Linked DNA regions of Mus musculus: region 2 is linked to region 1. The links are chromatin contacts, called in public promoter capture Hi-C maps. All regions are on one chromosome and are shown on one strand. The core of a region is the stretch at or near the end of the contact, and the rest is flanking DNA. Distances in the headings are between cores, read along the strand shown. Region 1 holds the start of Syt15 (synaptotagmin XV). Region 2 holds the start of A930038B10Rik (a long non-coding RNA gene).

Region 1 (2,926 bases), core at 282-2,781:
TTCTGGGGCTATATTAGGACGGGGACACACACACACACACACACACACACACACACACACACACACACACACAGTCTGTCTACCCATAATAGTGTGATGTGGGAATTAGAGCATAGCCTGACAGCAGTCTGTCTGGCTTATAATTCCTAGTTGTGGTATCTGGGCTTGTTTTTTATATCCTCGGAATCAGTTTTGCCAGCAGGAAAATGGGGTTACAGCGCCTGCCTCCAGCTTGTTGTGAGGTTTCTGGGGTTTCTTGGCATAGTTTCCAGCATGCTGACAGCCTGAGAGAGGCACCCCACAACAAAACTTTGCTTTGCCACCTTGTCCTGTCCCACTAGCAAAAATCTGAGCAAAGCCTTAGAGAAAGAAAGGCCCAGAACATTACCTGCCAGGTGGGGTCCCAGAATACTGGTAGAGCCTGTCCTCTTTTCTGCTGAAGTAAGAGATGGTGGCCGGGTCTGACGTCTCTGGCAGTTCCTCATAGGTGAAGGTGGCGCAAAACCTCCTCCACAGACAGCAGCTCACTCCGATCAGCAGAAGCAGCCCTCCAATGATGCCTCCTATCAGGAAGGCCAGCTGCTCTGAGGCAGAGACCACCAGTGCAGGCTGTGAGCCGGGTGAGGAAAGCCACCCACCAACTCACACAACTCTGTCCTTGGGAGTGAGCAGAGTTAGACAGTGCCCCAACCCAGGAACGGCACATAAGTAAAATGTTTGCTGGTCTCAGCCCAAAAGATTTCCCCTGGGAACAGTTGGCCCTGCACTTGGTGGCGGCTGTGCTCCAGAGTAGAAAGCAAACCTTCCCAGGGTTCCTGCTAGGGTTTGGATGTGAACTTGGGTGTGGGTGCCATGCACTTAAGTCCAGGAAGGAATTGCTATCCCGTGGCTTGGCAGAGCTCAGTTTTGGGGGTTGGTGGTGGTGGGGAGACCTGGAATCAGATGGGAGTCCCCACACACTCCAAGATCTGTAGTCAGTGTCCAGTCAGTCTCTTCCCCGACCCTGCCCTCTATCAAGGGAACCCATGCTTTCGGTGGGAGGTGGCAGGCAGTGAAGCCTATTGTAACCCGTTAGGCTGATTTAAAAAAAAATGGAGATCCTTGGACTCCCACATTTTCAGGGACTTTGGAGGCTATGCCTGGAGCTATCAACAAAGCTTAGAGGCTTGGTCTCACTTGCAGAGACCGGCGGGTGTGGGTTTTCCCAGGTTCAGGGTTCTAGATAGATGCTTGAGAAGGCGGGACCCATACACATCATAACGGTAACTGTCTGAGAAGAGCTAGCTACACCTTTTACTCCATTTCCGAGGTTGGCAGGGTCGAGACAAGTATTTGAACTGTTGGCAGAGAGTAGACTCCACGCCCTAAGACAGGGATAGGAGGTGAGGTCACTTACCTGCCATCCGGTAGCTCCTGGGCGGCGCGGCTCCCGTGCTCTAAGACTTAGGCTGCTGCCTGGACAGCGCGGCGCGGGGCCCGGGCAGGCGGGCGCCGAGAGTCTCCGCACTGCAGCCTCCAGAAAGTGAAGACTGATGCGGGGTGGCCGGGAGGCAGGGCTCCAGCGCCCCAGGTCACAGCGACGCCCCGCCCTGGTGCTGGCCCTGGCCCGGGAGGGGCTCGGAGGCGCTGCTGCAAGTCCGGAAAGCGGGAGGGGTAGGTCCTAGGGGCCCTTGCCAGAGGCACGAGCAGCTTCCTGCGGCCCCTGCCAGGTACGGAGTCACTCCCATCACTGAGGGTAGAGCAGAGCCTTCTTCACCAGCGTCTGGCAGTGGACAAGGTGGCTCTGGCATGCGCGGAGCCTGCGGTCAGGGTCTTCCACTGATGTCCTTCGAGAGCTGAGTTGCACCTCCTTCTAGACCCCAACCCGGTTTGGCTCCTGTGCACAGACCTACCGGTCTAGTTGTCCCAGCAGCTGTGTGGAACTCAGGTTCCACAAGGCCAGATGTCCAGGTTTCCAACCCGATCTGTCACTCCCAATTTCTTGCCCAAGCCGTTCTCACTTAGGTTAGCACTAACACCTCAAGAGCATTCAAGTGAACATCAGAGGCTCTCACCACCTTGACAGTCTTAGCGGTGACTTAAAAAGTGTGTAAGGGATGGCCGCTACCAAGGTGACAATCTGACCCAGGTGATCATTAACTGGATCTTCTCTATATAGGGTTGTCATGGTGATTTTTATCTGGCTGTTTTGATGATGAGAGGCTTCCCCTAGGGGCTCTGCAGGGATCTCCAAGGATTCCTACCTGTGAGTTCACACCCTCAGCGAGCACCCTTTCTCCACTCCTGTAGAACTTCCCTGGGAAGGTGTGTAAAGTTCAAGTCTTAGGCCCAGTGGCATCTGTAAGAGGGGAGCCTAAGGAAATGGGGAAGGGATGGTCCGTCTTGTGATTTACAATCATAGACGTAACACCCAAAGATGAAACTTTACTGCTGGGTGTCCAGAGGTGCTGGTGTGGTGTCTGCCGAAGGGTGGAAGGCCGCATAGGTAGGTGGGTTGGTGGGAAGGCTCTACTGAGGCAAGGCAGGGTGAGTTGTGAACCTTTACCTCCTGGGGACAGAGGTCCCAGAGCTGCAGTCTGCTGTCCCTAATTAGTGACATTCTGGAACCTCTCCTAGTATACTGGACCTCCAGGTCGGGACTACCACGAAGGCACACCTCAGCCTCTGACCTTGGCACTGCTGTCATTGCAGCAGTAGGAACTAACACATACGGATGTCTAACGCACAGCTGGGAGGAAAGGTGAGGGGCTTGGAGAAGCCTCAGCATCTCCTTGATCATTCTGAGCCCTGGACTCTCCAATCTCACTGTGTTGCCAGGACAGTTGCTGAGAGGAAGGGGAGTAGAAAGGCCAGGGTGGAATTAAGTTTAACAGTTCCAGTTCACTCAGCTTTGCTCTACCATCCTAGATGACTGCTATGTTCAACA
Region 2 (2,926 bases), core at 261-2,760, 540 kb before region 1:
AACACCTAAAAATAAATGTCTTTACTATGAGTCCGGGTGTGCTATTTCCATCTGGACACGCAGTAGCTCATGCATGGCATACGAGCGCTGTTCAGTGAGCCAAAGGCTGCGTACAGGATGTGGTTTGACCAAGTCTAGTGTATATATAGCAGGAGATTGGGACAAGAGAGCTATTTTTATAAGAACTGTGCTTAAGTTTTCATCCCAGATGACAGAAGTGTGAAGTAGAAGAGGCTGGAGAAGTGGTGCACATGCCTGTGGTATTTGGTTCTTGCTGTTGCATTTTCCACGGGATGCCATGCAACTATCTAAAATGCTGACAACTGTAACCTCCCAAATTTGTCCTCTACTATCTCAATTCAGTCACCAAATGCCATCTGAAGGCTCACATGGCCAGTCATGCAAAAATACATGCTCAAGTAGTTTAGAAACCTGTTCATGGTCTACGGGTTCAACTCAGGATGTGGGTTCCACCCCAAAGCCAGGCCCAGACATACTGACGATACTAAATGTCTAAACCTAAGTTCCAGAGAAGTGTTTGTTTGTATGTATGTATGTTTGTTTGTTTGTTTGTTTAGGTGGTGGTAATACAGTGCTACAGTCCTGGGATGAACCCCAGGGCCTCAATGCATATTAGGCAAACTTCCTACCACTGATCTATTGTCCCATCTACCCTTTCACACCTCCTGGGTAACTGGCATTGCAGTTGTATGTCAGCAGGCATGGCTATAAAGATCAGTTTTATGTGTGTTGTCAGGGGTCAGGGGTGGCACAAATCTATAACAAATCCCAGCACCAGGAGGCTAAGGTGGGAAGATCAAGAGCTTTAGACCAGACTGGACTATAAGATTCCATCTCAACAAACAAGTGTTTAGGTTCAAATGCCAAAAGCTTTAACAGTGAAAGGACAGGTGTAGTGCCACACACTTGTAATCACAGCATTTGGAGAGTAGAGGGAGGGGAATCGGAAATGCAAGGTCAGTCTCTACTGTACAGCAAATTTGAGGCCAGCAGGGCTGAAACCCTCTGTCAAGGAGATAAAGAGAGAGGAATGGGGAACGGAGGGGAAGGAGAGGGGAAGGAGAAGGTGGGGGAGAGGAGGAGAGGTTTAGAGGGAGAGACAGACAGAGACAGAGACAGAGAGACAGAGGGGGAAGGATAGAAAGAGAGGAAGAGAGGGGGAGGAAGAGAGAGACAAAGAGAGAGAGGGAGGAGAAAAAGGGAGAGAGACAGAGAGACAGAGACAGACAGAGAAAGAGAGGGAGGGAAAGAGGGTGGCAGGGAGTAAGAGAGACACACACACACACACACACACAGAGAGAGAGAGAGAGAGAGAGAGAGAGAGAGAGAGAGAGAGAGAGAGATTTTCAGTGAGGTCCTAAGCAGTGTCCACCCAGGTCCTTGAACTATTTCTTCTAAACATGATGCTTACCCCAGGTTTTCTAGGTTTCTCCATTGACTGTCCCCCTTAGAAGATTATTTTAAGGTCACCTTTGTCCAATGTTCACTCTTTCAGCTGTATAAATATTACCCAATAAGTCACATTGACTTTCTCCTGTAGTTTTGCTACCTCTAAGTTAATAATTTGCTTAGTTTTCTGACTAGTCAGGGAAGTCTGTCCGACACACAAATTGCATTATCAGTCACTCAACCTGGAGGTAGCCTCTCAGATTAATCTTGTTTTTCTTAACTAAAATCTTCCTAGAGTGTTAATGCTTCAAATTACCGCTTCTTTGGGACTTCATTTTCTTTTATGTGTGTATGCCAGTGTTTCCCTGATTTGCCCAGTCTGCTTTGAACCACAATCCTGCAGAATCAGTCTCCCAAGTGCTGAGATTCTGAGCCTGCATCATTGAACACAGCTCTCTAGATCCTTAAATGGGATTTTCCTTGCTAAGACAAATTGGAATTTATTTTTAGCAACTGGTCAAGATAAAGTTATTCTAAGCTACACTCCTAACATGTTGTGTATTGAAACATGAACAAAACCAGTTTCCTGACATCAACAAACTCTGGATGGGGTGACTCGGGAACCAACAAGAAGTAATACCACCAGAGGAGGAGGGATCGGGGTGCCGGAACCGGCTTGGGCATCGAATAGATATGGATTTAATCCTGGTCCTTTCTGCCTCTGTGTGAGTCTAACTGGGCATGATAGGCTCTCCCCACCATGAATGTGAAGCTGGTGAGAGCAACAAGAAGGGAGCCTTACCTGCAGCAGCTGAAGATCACATAAGGCTCGTTTCCAAGTCAGCATATTCTGAGACCGATGGTGTGCAGGACCAGCGTAGGGTGCAACACTCAGATGATAATGGAATTACAATGATCTCACTTGCTGAGGGAGGGCTTCTGAAACATTCTCCACCCGTGACCTCTTTACACCTGTGTAGAAGTTTTGTCCTGGTTCTTTCTACCTCCCAGCCCCATGCTCCCAGGAATTAAGACTCAGGCTCAAAATATATTTATAAATATCTTGGCCATATAACTAGGTTCTTATCTGAGTAGGTCATAATTTATGATTACCCGTTTATTTTAATCTATATTCTGCCATGTGACTAGTCACCCGTGCTCAGATACCATGTGTCTGTCTTGTTACATCTTCCCAGGCAAATCTCCTGCTCCTGGCTCCCAGAATCCTTTCTGCCTCCCGAATGTCCTACCTATTTTGTGCCTAAGCCATAGGCTATCAGATTTATTTTGTCAAGTGTACAACCATACAGACATAAGATATTTTTTATATATACATGTGAAATTATTTTTATTACCTTGATTGATTGATTGATTGATTGATTGTGTATGTGCACATGAGTATGCACACAGCGTGGCTTGCACGTGGAGGTGAGATGACAACTTGAGGGTATCAGTTCTCTCCTTCTGCCTTATGGGACAGGGATGGAATCCAGGTGTTTGAGCTTGGCACCACTTG

What was found. Promoter capture Hi-C pulls out the DNA fragments that hold promoters and counts their contacts.
Region 2: a promoter capture Hi-C map of liver shows a contact between it and region 1, with 3 times the contacts expected there. The contact joins the promoter of A930038B10Rik here to the promoter of Syt15 in region 1. A contact is called at or near these places in 2 of 39 promoter capture datasets (both in liver) and 2 of 115 datasets of contacts at active chromatin or transcription factors (embryonic limb bud and embryonic stem cells).

The regions. Positions count from the first base shown.
Region 1 is chr14:34,218,651-34,221,576 of GRCm38.p6, reverse strand. Syt15 (synaptotagmin XV) reads right to left here and starts at 1,531. Exons shown (of 8, transcript NM_181529.4): 1 at 1,397-1,531; 2 at 389-584. The coding sequence starts at 1,403.
Region 2 is chr14:34,758,779-34,761,704 of GRCm38.p6, reverse strand. A930038B10Rik (a long non-coding RNA gene) reads right to left here and starts at 1,510. Exons shown (of 5, transcript XR_001781218.2): 1 at 1,433-1,510.